Regions from separate parts of the Danio rerio genome. Here region 1 is linked to region 2. Evidence: chromatin contacts called from public HiCAR-type data. All regions are on one chromosome and are shown on one strand. Each heading gives the region's core, a stretch centred on a gene start, on an enhancer-like site or on the middle of the called end of the contact. The rest is flanking DNA. Distances are from core to core; before and after follow the strand shown. Region 1 overlaps nol4lb (nucleolar protein 4-like b). Region 2 overlaps nol4lb (nucleolar protein 4-like b).

Region 1 (6,674 bases), core at 110-2,609, 81 kb after region 2:
CAGTATAAAACCTGACAGGTTTATCAGCAGCCTAATGTGAAGGGGAGGGTTTTTGTATGATCTTGTGCAACAACAACCGGCTGGATGTACATTGTGCAACTTATTACATGACTACTTGCCACAAACTAAGAAATTAGACACATACTATGGATCTGAGCTGTAATTATTTACTAGCACTTTAATTAAATGTAAAGCTTGCTGAACAAAATTTGTTCTTATCAAACAGCTGGATGCAGCCTATACTAACCTGCTAATTATTATTATTATTATTATTATTATTATTATTATTATTATTATTATATTTACTTGTGTAGTGATGTCAAACAGGCAAAAACAGTGGAGTAAAAGATAAGCAAATTATATTTAACAGTCAAGATCAGGGGACACAAGTCCTTGTCCTGAAGGGCCGGTGTTTTTACATATTTTAGCTTCAACTTGCCTCAACAAACCTGCCTAGAAATTTCAAGTACTGCATACCTAGTAAAACCCTGATTAGCTTGTTCAGGTGTGTTTGATTAGGATTGGAGCTAAACTCAGCAGGACACCGGCCCTCCAGGACAGTCGATTTGAATGTCATCACTCAATTGAATGGGGGTTATTAGTGGTCATCAGCTGAGAGATATGTGCCAGTAGACATGCGCTATAGGTGAATTGAATAAGCTAAATTGGTTGTAGTGTATGTGTGTGAATGAGAGCATATGGGTGTTTCACAGTGATGGGTTGCAGCTGGAAAGGCATCTGCTGTGTAAACATATGCTGGATAAGTTGAAGGGACTAAGCCGAAAAGAAAATAAATGAATGAATAATCATCTAAATTACATCTAAATCAATTTTTTTGATTTATTCTGTAATTACTGCTGATATTTCTTCAAAATTGCATCAAAGCCTTTTACACAATACCAATCTTTTAATGTCAAAAGAGTTAGTATGTATGTATAAAATGTATGTACAATATATATGAGAGCAGCATTATTGAGAGGTGTCACTGCGGTGTTCAGGCTATGCATGTTAACCACAAATGTGCTGTGTGCTGACAGTAAAGGTATTTGCTCTCTTTGGCACACACCACCCCAAACTGCTTTCTCTCTCTTTCTTCATCCCATCCTCTATTATTTTCTTGTTCAGCTTTGGCTTTTCTATTTTTCTTGCACATTCTCCCTCCACACCCCTACAGTATATCGGTTTTGCCTATTACTGCTAGTCCACACTTGTGCAAAGATGCAATAATTCAGTCTCCCATTCTCTCTCTTGCTCTCTCCTGCACTTTCAATATTCCTCCTCTCTCCCTCTAGACCACCGCAGCAGGAGGAGGACGGTTTCTTTAAGACAGCAAATGTTCCCCATAACCCTCCCCCCACCCCACCGCCAGCACCCGTTCCTCCTCTCAGACTGGTGCATTGCTAAAAACCCCCATCTCTTACTTTCCTACCCCTCCGCTTCCTGCATATCTCTTCCCTCTCTCATGACCTCACATCCATTTTTTTGTTTTTCAATCTGGTCTGGCACCAAGACGTGCACCTGCATTCAGAGACAATCGGACATTACGCAGGTCTCCTATCGCGTCAGCTCAACTAAAATTGGAGAACGTGCTTGTGTAAAGTCGTAGCTTAGGCTTGCCGGTGTGTTAGTATGTATAGGGCCTCCGACCAAAGGCAATTTAAGCACAGATTCGCCCCCCGTTAAGTATTGGAAATCATTGCTTGTTTTGAGTTGCACTACAGACTTGCAAATGAGCATGTGTGTGACAAAAGAGAGAGAGATAGGGAGCAAAAAAAGGTTAGCTGCACCTTGTTCTCTCACTAAACTCCTCCCGTCTCTGGGATACAATATTCATTTGCAGTAAAGTGTGACGGTGTGTGTGAAGCTCCTCAACCTGTTGTTCATCTGCTCTCCCTTGTGTATGTTTAAAATAGAGGAGCTCTTGCACATTACAGAGATGCAAGGAGTTGTGAGCAATTATCCGGGCTGTAGAAATACGAATGATCTGAAAAGTCAGAGGCACATTATAACACCTTAACTCATGAATATTAACTAGGTGATATAACATCCAGCTGGTAAATGCGACTGACTTGTTGAAAAGCAGATAAGTTGGCGCCAGCTGTTTAAGCGTGTTTGTTAGTTTATTCTTCTGATAGATAGAATTGTTTATAACACTGGGACCATTCTTTGTTTTTAAACAGCAGCTAAAAACAAACCTTTGCTTAAGGTGGACATTAATGCATAAGTGCAATTTATTTTATTTTATTTTTTTAGGGGGGTTTCAACTTTAAAACCTCTTAAGGCCCAAGGTGTTTTTTACATGCATTTTTTTCTCCTTGCTACTTGGACTTATTAGAACCTAATTAGAATAAAAACCTAAGGATCATCTTTTGATACGATGTACTTTTAGAGAAAAATGATGTCCATAAATGTGGACTTGTGGTCTGAATGTACATAAAACACTTTTTCCTGGCTGTTTTTTATGCATATTTAACATAGATTTTTTTTTTAACATGTTTTGACTATCAGAGTAAAAACTATTTTTTTTCCCATTTTGGACAGTAAAAATATATATGTTTGGGACATTTCATATGCATTTCAAAACAGTTGCAGGATGGCACTGTATGTCTGTAACAAAATATAAAACATTCAAAGTATTTTAAATCAGGAGTTTTCAAACTGTGGGGTGCCCCACCAGGGGGGCGCGAGACATTGAGCTGTGCACTCGAGTAAATTATGATGACGATTTTTATGCGTTCACTAGAGAGAATAATATGATTAACGTAGGCTTTACAGCTAACTATCAGGCACCTTTAGAGTTAATGCGTTCCAGTAAAATATATACAAACAGAATGGAGCGGGTGCTTTTTAAAACGAATGACGGTGAATGAAAGAAAGTCAAACCAGTGAGCCGTCTGACAAAAAAGTTCCTTTCTGAATCAAATCAGCAGGATGCCCTTCTGAATCTTTTACTTACTTTGAAGACATACTGACTATGTTTTACATGGACATCAGTAATAGTTATTTGCCTTAATCTGAATAACACAATAATATAATAACCTGAATTGCTTTTTGAATGTTGTGTCACCAGGCTATTCGTGTTACCTACAGAGTCTCATGTAGGCTAATTTTGTTTCATTATCAATTTCTCGACTTTAACTGCAGTTCCGCAGTTTAACTTTCACTCATAAACATTTCATTCAATCTCCCTGACAAACTGGGGTATTTGGCGTGAATATAAAGTAAGGACTGGTGGAAGAGTGTTTATTTTATTGATACCGCACGTTGCATGGACAGGAAAAAACTTCTGTGTTTTGCGATGTGTGTGTGTGTTTGTGTGTGCGGTCCTTTACTAACAGCCGCATGTGTTGATCTTGTCACAAAATGCAGCGAAAAGTCCTACATGACGGTAATAGTTTGATTGCAGTCTTTACTATAATAATGCCATTAATATATGCATACTCCACGTCTTATTCCATTTCTGTTTAGTTCAATTATGACTTTAGTCAGATTAAGGTAATAAAAAAATTGCTGTTTACATGGTAGACTCTTAATCAGAGTATAAAAATTGTATTAACGTATTGTTGTCCATGTAAACATACTCAATGTTCAACTCAATCACACTGTTCAGCGTGAGTGAAATTGGACATTTGGGGGGTGTTCTAAAAGTTTGAAAACTCCTTAAGAGCTAAATTGTGCTGTCCACGTATGTGGCCACTAAGCCCTAGGACAGGGGTGTCAAACTCAATTCCTGGAGGGCCGAAGCCCTGCACAGTTTAGTTCCAACCCTGCTCCAACACACTTACCTGTAGGTTTCAAACAAGCCTGAAGGACTCAATTAGTTTGATCAGGTGTGTTTAATTAGGGTTGGAAGTAAACTGTGCAGAGCTGCGGCCCTTTTGGAAGTGAGTTTGACACCTGTGACCTAGGAGGTTAATTTGGATAGGATAGTGAAGGTTTCAGGAAAGTATTGGGAGCAGAGAGAGGGGAAAGATCAGCAAAGGACCTTGAGCCGGGAATCGAACTCGGGTCATCGTAAGCATCATGGTTAAGCAGCACTTAACCATTAGGCTATTGGCACCGACAAATGGTGCAATTTTTAATGATGTATGAGCTTGTATCCAATTTATTGCACTGGCATCAATGACTTCGATTACATAGACATCAGTTTTCAAATTATTTGCCTTAATTTGAATAAGACAATAATATGATTAAGGTGTTTACATGTGTTTACATTCCCTTCATGATCACGTTTGACATGTTATAGCACATAACTCAATTAACGTCTCTGCGCTATCCACATGTCCACCAGAGTTTCATGTAATGTTGTGTGTTTCATTTTAAATTTATTGACTACTGCAGTTTGGCACTTTCCCTTTCATTCAGGAACAGTTTATGCATGTCCCCGTGACAAAAGAGATATTGGATGCGAGTATTAACTGCTGGAAGAGTGTAGTTTTAATGGAATACAGCATGCCGTATGGGAAAAAAAACTCCTTTGTGGTCTTTCACTGACTCGGTAGGTGCAGATAATAGTGTCAAACAGCCATGTGTATAGACAAGATGTCCCAAAATGCAGCGAAAATCCTACATGACGGTATTAGTTTACATGTCTGGACTGCTCTTCAGTAATGTAACTAAAATCAACGTACTCCACGTGTCTTAATTCGATTTCTGTTTAGTTTGATTATGACTTTAGTCTGATTAAGGTAATCAAAAATGACTGTTTACATGGTAGACTCTTAATCAGAGTCTTAACCGTATTAAATTGAATTATTGGTGCCAATGTAAACTTCCTCAATGATTCTCGTATGGTCATGGCTCGTATTTAAAAAGTTTTGTAGTTGTCTATTTATTTGAATTTGAACAATCAATAGGACAAACTCACTGAACAGTTTAGTGTAGTATTGTGTGTCATGCATGACAGAGTCATCTCAGATGATAGTTTACATTGGAAAAGGATATAGTATTTACTTTATAATTGTGTGCGACCAGGTGTACTGGTTTCCTTGTGCAGAAAATGAACCTGTATGTTTTATGTACATTCGAGGCTCGCATCACTAGCTGTTATAAAAGACAGAGAGACACTAAAAATGAAAATGAAAACACTGTTTTTCTCTGTCAATGTTTTAGGCGCATAACTTCATGCAAATCGCAAGGTATATGACTGTACTCAAGCGCTTTTCATATAAACTCATGACGTATGTCTGGATCTACAATCTTACAACCATCAGAATTTGTACCATGTACACCAGCCTTTAGAAAGAGTGCAATATGTACAAAAATATTCAGATTTTCTGGGATACCTATAGCTTTACACTCGGTTAGGTAACTGTTTTAGCATTTATTTTTTATTTTTTATTTGAGCTTTTCATCAAACTTCCAAATTTCAGTGTCGCAGCCATGACACTGTTGGATTTTTAGCATCAACCACCAGCCTATGGTGTCACAAAGAACAGACTGAGATCCGCATGTAGCCTTGGACCACTGACAGCAGAACAGACAAACAGTGGGCTGATTCTGGCACAAGCTACTGTCTGTTGCCCTCTCTCTCGATGTGTGTGTATGCACACTTTATGACTGCTATTAGCAAGGCTACAGAGGTACAGTGTACTAAGCTGAACAAGGGAGGAATGGTTCTTCACGGCGTGTAATTTTGTCATTCCTTCAATCTCATGATAGACCCTCCACTCCCCCCTCCACCATCCTTCCCTCCATCTGCCTCTCTATCCATCTCCTCTGCTGTCGTCCATTCTACGCTAAATGCTCTATTTGTTTCCGCCCTCAGCACAGTCATAACTATTCAGAGCAGAAAAATGGTGCACACGCACACGAAACATACCCTGACACTTTTCCGTCAGATGTCTTTCTTATTCCTTACGCTCGCTCATGCCGTTCCTACGGTATATGGCGCTCAGAAAAGATGGAAAGAGGGAAAACAAAATGTGACAGGGGGAAAGTCACTGCCTTGGGCACTCTCTGTCTTTACTTCTCTTATTCCGTCTCTCATTCTCTCTGTCCCATCCCCCTTTCCCTCTCATGGAATTGGGTGAAAGGCCGATGGAAAGGCTTTCACGGGCCTGTCTGCTCACATCCTATTACCAGCTGAATTGCTGCCCAGATTCAGCATCTCAGCTGACCGCAGCTCTACTGTACCTCGAGCCTGACCTCCTCATTTATAATGCGGCTCAGGCCGGCCGCTCAGACCGCAGGGTGATTTTTCTATAGCACCTGCCACTTGTACAATCATGAAGATGTGAAGCGGACATTGCAACATATCATTTATTTCGTTTTGTGACAAGAAAGAAACAGTGGCTCTGGTTGCATTGCTTGTTGATTGGATTTTGATATGTGGGTGATGCTCTCAAAATATGAAGGCAGATGAAGGTGAGCTTGCAGGGTCTGAGTTTAAGATGAGCTTAGGAAGGTGTAGTTATAGTCTAGCATACATTTTGATTAAACACATCAAGGCCAAAATATATACACACATAATTTGTTGACACACTATAACATTCAAATGTGTTACAGAAACAGTACATCTAAAATAATAATAAATTGAGCATTTATTGCAGTGGATCTTAAAGGGCCATGACACCCCCCTCTTTCGATTCAAGTCTACCTCAGAATTTTTTCAAAAAGTGCATCCTAATGGGCGTGCAGCTCCGCGATCAGAGGCAGGAGTGGGCGTGGTCAGC
Region 2 (6,647 bases), core at 1,257-3,756:
AATATAACTTTTGGGTGAACAAGCCCTTCAAACACCACTTTGAGAATGATACACATTGAGTGATACATATACTGTATCTTGAAAGAACTTTCTGCTTACCAAAGCTACATTTATTGATCAAAAATACAACAAAAATATATGTATTTCTATAATTTTACTTTTTCTTTATTATATTTTGTTTATCTGTTTTAGTCTTGTCTTTTTTTGTCAGTGATATTGCAAGCTGAGTACTGTCACTGTTAAGCCCAATCACAATTCTGTTTTTTACCTCTTCCCCTACCCCTTCCCCTTGGCCCTTAAAACACAGGGTGAAGGGGAAGGGCTTTAAATTTGACCCCTAAGAAATGGGACACCACTACAACACCCGCACATGTCATTACAAGTCAGCGCAAGCTCGTACTTAATATGAGATTGATGATGGTGACTGCTGTAGTTATTCCAGTTGCGTTATTTTTTGGTATTTATCTACAGGAACTGAAGGCATATATCATGTTATCATAACAGTTTAATGCGGCAATAAGCTCGTAAATGTACTATGTATTTACACCGTGGCCACACCAGACACTGTAAAAAGCTCATTCCCACTAGACTTTTCTGACAGGGTATTCAAGTGTCATCAAGTGATAGATGTGAAAGTATGTTGCGGGACTAACGTTACTGTACAAGAGTTATTATTTAGAATTTTTTATATAAAAAGCATGATGGTAAAAGACAAATTCTGTTATGATTGTATTAAAACATATGCTTGTTAAATGTAAAATGTTGTAATAATGACTAAAAATTCTAATTTGTGCATCTCCTTACTTCCGTGTGCAGCCACGCTGCCGTTGTTGGTGGTACATTCTGGGAAATTCATTTACCCTTTGGGCTGTGTCCGAAACCGCCTACTACTTAGTAGGTACTGTATTTGAATTTAAACGTACTACTCAGCAGTTAGAAAAGTACATTTTATACAGTATGAATGGGAACAGTATGAATGAAATTCAGACGTACTACATTCGTCATTTTGTCATGATCAAGTGAACTACCCGTGTCAGTTGCGTTGCTTCACTCCCATTCATAAATTCTCTTGCGGGGCATCATGGGATAGCGTAGTGTCCATCCGATGCACACTTCAGAATCTTGCTGGAATTAGTAAGTCATCCGGGTACTTCACGCTTACTGTTTTTAGCATACTATATAGTATGTAAGTATGTGATTCTAGGATACAGACTTGGTTTCAGGCGTGGTCAAGAAAAATGTCTGTTTTATCTATCTAGCCCTTTCCCTTAACCTTACACCTTCATGCTAAACAGAATTGGGACCCCCCCCCTCCCTTGCACGTTTACGTATAGGGATCAGTGTTTCCTCTAGGATTTTTTCCAGCTTTTTTACACAAATATACCAACTACCTATGGCGTTATTTCAATAATTCAACAAATGGAGAATCACTTTTTTCTTGCATGCCGATTTTCTCTGCTCGTGCACAAAACTTCTTGCAGCCCTAAAATATATGTTACTCAAGTGCAGATCGATGCTTTATGTAGTACGTATGTCTCCAACATTTATAAGATTTGCTAGGAATATTTATGAATTTCTCCAATAGACCCAATGAGCGGCATTAATTCGTCCTGAAGTAAAGTGAAACGGCAATAAACTCCATCACAATTAAGTTACTGTATGCAAAACTTTATCTATAAATAAGGTATAATTATGGAAACTGTTCAGTTAACTGAAAGCTACGCCGTGTTTGCTGGCCTCACGCATCACGCACCCGTCAGTCTCTCAGCACGTCACCTTGAAGGGTTAAACAAGTAAAGCGCAGCACTACTACCGTTACAGAGAAACTTGCATTGTTTTAATTCACTTACCTTTTAATGCTTTTTGGTGCGATTATAACCCACTATTAAAAAAACAACAATGACTGAATGTCTTGAATGAGAAGCTATGTAATGTAGCTGTGGCTGGATGAATTTTGGTGTCCCCCGCATGGCAGAATGAATCTAGCGGAAACCATGTGGGTGGGGTGTCCCAATTCTGTTTAGCATAAGGTAAGTGGAAGGGCTAAGGGGTAGAATTGGGATTGGGCCTTAGTATGTAATAGTATCCACATTAGCCTTTATTATTGTCTCGCTTTTTTGTTGAAACTATATCACTGTTTACATGCATTCATCATATTACAGTTTTATAAAGCATTGCAATTTACATTACATACCAGTTTAAAGGTTTCCCTTATAAATTTTCTTTTACAGGACTTTTTTTTTTTTGATTTGTCATAGCATTCCGATTACCCAATAAGACACAGCAGGTTTGATCTTAATCATTTCTGCTTGTTTCTGTGCATCTGTGTCACAGAGCAATCTATTATCATTACATCTAAGTGCCCAAACCCAGTATGTTTGTTTGGATTGTTATTGTGGGTTTTTTTCACAGTCCATGTGAGCATCCAACTAACCAATGAGTTGCTCTGCTGATGATGGATCCCCCACCGTGTAATTTCCTGTCTTTTCACGGCTCGTTTCCTCTTGGGCAACATGTGCCTAGACCTGAGGGAGGAATCTAGGATATGACACACAGGCTCCCCAATGCCCTCTCTGCTGCTCTGTGCTTTTCTAGCACTTCACTGTATGTAAGACTCATCCAGCAGAACGTCAGGCCTCCCTGCAGGCCAGCCTGTGCTTTTTCATACTAATTTAAAGTCTGAAAGCGGTCCTTAGGGCGACTTCTCTGCTCAAAAGAAAGCTGGTACTTCTTTGGCTGAATGGCATCTGTATATTCTAACCATGATGGAAATAGATAGATTGCATTCAAAATCCTGTAGTTTTTGAATATTTGGTATTTTGGTAAAGTTTTTATATGTTTAAGCTTTCTGTGTTTCTGAGCATAAAGATACTTTATTTCAAAGGGACTTTGTCATCTGTACTTGATGCAACAATATAAAGTTCAGAAAAGTTTGCTCATATTTGCCAGGTTAACATTGCTTTTACATATTCTGACTAAACAGCACTAAAAATTATCATATTTTAGTTTTAGGTTTGCAGTTAAATAAGATAATATACACTCACCGGCCACTTTATTAGGTATAGTAGTATCGGGTTGGACCCCTTTTTGCCTTCAGAATTGCCTTAATTCTTTATGGCATTGATTCAACGAGGTATTGGAAATATTTCCACAGAGATTTTGGTCCATATTTACATGATAGCATTCACACAGTTGCTGCAGATTTGATGGCTGCACATCCATAATGGTAATCTCTCGTTCCACCACATCTCAAAGGTGCTCTATTGGATTGGGATCTGGTGACTTTGGAGGCCATTTGAGTACATTGAACTCATTGTCATGTTCAAGAAACCAGTCTGAGATGATTCGCGCTTTATGACATGCTAACCTGCTGGTAGTAGCCATCAGAAGATGGGTACCCTGTGGTCATAAAGGGATGGACATGGTCAGCAACAATACTCAGGTAGGCTGTGACATTGACACAATGCTCAATTGGTACCAAAGTGTGCCAAGAAAATATCCCCCACACCATTATACCACCACCAGCAGCCTGAACTGTTGATACAAGGCAGGATGAATAATGTTGTTACGGCAAATTCTGACCCTGCTATTCGAATGTCGCAGCAGAAGTTAAGACTGATCAGACCAGGCAAAATTTTTCCAATCTTCTATTGTCCAATTTTGGTGAATTGCTGTCTCAGTTTCCTGTTCTTAGCTGACAGTAGCCTCAAGATTGGATGAGTTGTGCATTCAGAGATGCTCTTTTGCATACCTTGGTTGTAACGAGTGGTTATTTGAGTTTCTGTTGCCTTTCTATCTGCTTGAACCAGTCTGGCCATTCTCCTCTGACCTCTGGCATCAACAAGGCATTTACACCCACAGAACTGCTGCTTATTGAATACTTTCTCTTTTTTGGATCATTCTCTGTAAACCCTAGAGATGGTTGTGCATGCAAACCCCAGTAGATCAGTGGTTTATAAAATAAAAAAAAAGTTTATGACCAGCCTGTTTGGCATCAACAACCATGCCACGTTAACAGTCACTTAAATCTAATTTCTTACCCATTCGGATGCTTGGTTTGAACTGCAGAAGATTGTCTTGACCAAGTCTACATGCCTAAATGCATTGAGTTGCTGCCATGTGATTGGCTGATTATAAATTTGGGTTAACAAGCAGTTGAACAAGTCTACCTAACAAAGTAATAAAGTGGCCGGTGAGTGTATGTGCGAATTATTTTTTTATTCATTCATTTTCTTTTTGTCTTAGTTCTTTTATTAATCTGTCTGGGTCGCCACAACGGAATGAACCATCAATTTATCCAGCATATAATTTATGTAGCGGATCCATCTCTGCAATCCATCTCTGGGAAACATCCATACACACTCACTCACACTCATACACTACGTACAATTTAACCCAATTCACCTGTACCGCATGTCTTTGGACTGTGGGGGAAACCGGATCACCTGGATGAAACCAGGGAGAACATGCAAACTCCACACAAAAATGTCAACTGACCCAGATGATGCTCGAACCAACGACCTTCTTGCTGTGAGGCGACAGCACTACCTTCTGCACCACTACGTCGCCTGAATGATTTTTCACCAAAATGTATTCACTCTTGTGCAGACAGCAACAAAGAGTTGAGCAGTGTAGTCTGATTTGAGGATGATTGACTCTCATGCTGTTTTTTTATTTTTATTTTTTATTATTGAATGAGTCAAAGCAACTCACAGATGAGTCACATTCAAACTCATCAGTTTATACTACTTTATGAAAATATATTATATTATATTATATTATATTATATTATAACTTGACTAAATGGAAAGAACTAGGTGTTTTGTATAAACCTTTGAAAATGTATTTATTACTTTCAGAAAGTTACTTTATAGTTAAGAAAATAACATAACATATGATACCACATTTTTGTTATATCACCCAGCCTTTATACAAACATGAACGCAGCCATTCAGGCACCAAACAAGGTGACAGAGACTTTCAGTTTAAACTAATTATACCATCACTGAATTTGACCCATATTACAGCACGTAAAAAGAGTTTGAATCAAAATTGCTAAATTCTTGTCCTTCACTTCCCTAAACAGCAATGCTTGTATTTTCAGCAAGGTTTCAAGGAGTTAAATCTGTGTTTTATTTGTGGGATTGTTGGTGGAGGAGGGAAAGGGGTTAATCGTTGAGATAGATTTGTGACTGACTGGATTAGAGGAGAATAGCAGTAGTAGGACCTACAGTAATCCGTGTGTCTGTTGAATGCAGGGTCTGACCTCTCCGAGCTTTGTGTGTCATCTGCGCTTGAATACTGCTAAGTGCTTCTTGCTCCCACAAATCAAACCGCAAATCTTGATCATCATTACTTTTTTCATTGCTTTCAGTTTTTCTTTAAATGTTAGATCTGAAAGAGTTGCTCCTGTAGTCTTCATCCCGCGTCGAACCTCGTCTAGTGTTCCTTGTCTAGTGTTCCTGACAAACCAAATTGATCATGCCCCTTTTGTTCACGCTAACAGAAAGGCTAGGACACTGCAGGCAGAGATGACGGGATCAGTAGCAGAGGTCGTTCACAGACAATAGTGCTCGGCTGCAGAAGCCGCATTGGAAGACATCAGTTGGTCACTGCATACAGAAAGAAAGGGCTGAGATCGGTTGCAGAGGTCATAAACTGCACGGCTGTGCCAGTCGTCTCTGCTGACCTGGATAAAGCCGTTGCTCCAAGGTATATCTTACAGGAAGTGAGGTCATCTCAGATATCAGTATTCTTCTAGTGACATTTTTTGCAGCGTAATCTGGTTTATATATACGCTACCGCTCCTATACGGTCCTGATGGTCAGTTTTACAGTTCGTGAGGACATGAGGACATCTATGCTAGTGCAATCTTATTTCACTTCACACTAACAGCAGGTTGTTAAGAGATTTCCAAGCATAAAAGGCGATAAAGCAAGCCTTTAATGTCAACATTTGTCAAGACATGCCTCACTTTAAAATTCAAGCAGCAATGCATGTGTCTTAGAAAAAAAACATCTATGCCAAAGAAGAAAGAAGAGAGTATGTTTTTGTCTTATCTCAGCAGGAGTATGCATCAAAGACTTATGTGCTTCACGGTAACATGAGACACTTGATCGAATAGAAAAGATGCCTGAATGTTTGTTTAATGACTTTACAGATGATCCGCTTTAAAAAAGCACATTCTTGTATCAGACTTAGAATATACCAGACACAGCCGACATCCCAGCAGAATTTCAGTTTTTTTAAGGTTCTTTGAGGTCCGTGTATAGTGTTATAATCAGGGCTTTACATTAACTTTTTTGATCACCAGACACTGTGGATAGTAGATTTCCAACATTACTAGCCACTTGCCATTTTCACTAGCCACAATTTTGTTGTTTGGAAAATATATTTTATATAAATAAATGTGACTTTGATATGCTTAAATGACTTGATTTAGATGTTGTGTTGTCCCAGATCAGCAGTTACTACACACAAATGGTTGGTTAATCTCATATTAAAGAAATGTTATTGTAAAGGATGATAATTAAACTATATTAACAAAAATAACTGTAAGCAAAAGAAAGCAGGTAAAATACCATGAGTGAAAGTGAAAGGATGATCACGTGCCTGAGAATAATTAAAACGAAAGCAGTGACTGCTGC

The links. HiCAR-type assays count read pairs that join an accessible place to other places.
Region 1: a HiCAR-type map of caudal fin shows a contact between it and region 2, with 4 times the contacts expected there. The contact joins two enhancer-like sites. A contact is called at or near these places in 1 of 18 Hi-C or Micro-C datasets (embryo) and 1 of 4 datasets of contacts at active chromatin or transcription factors (caudal fin).

The regions. Positions count from the first base shown.
Region 1 is chr23:20,207,247-20,213,920 of GRCz12tu, forward strand. All of the region lies in intron 5 of nol4lb (nucleolar protein 4-like b), which reads left to right. Among named protein-coding and RNA genes, the nearest start is that of srms, 45 kb to the right of the region's middle. Within about 2 kb of position 1,360, at least 6 of the 62 cell types and tissues checked have an H3K27ac peak or open chromatin away from gene starts, as enhancers often do.
Region 2 is chr23:20,124,720-20,131,366 of GRCz12tu, forward strand. The region is part of intron 4 of nol4lb (nucleolar protein 4-like b); the gene reads left to right. Among named protein-coding and RNA genes, the nearest start is that of nol4lb, 81 kb to the left of the region's middle. Within about 2 kb of position 2,507, at least 8 of the 62 cell types and tissues checked have an H3K27ac peak or open chromatin away from gene starts, as enhancers often do.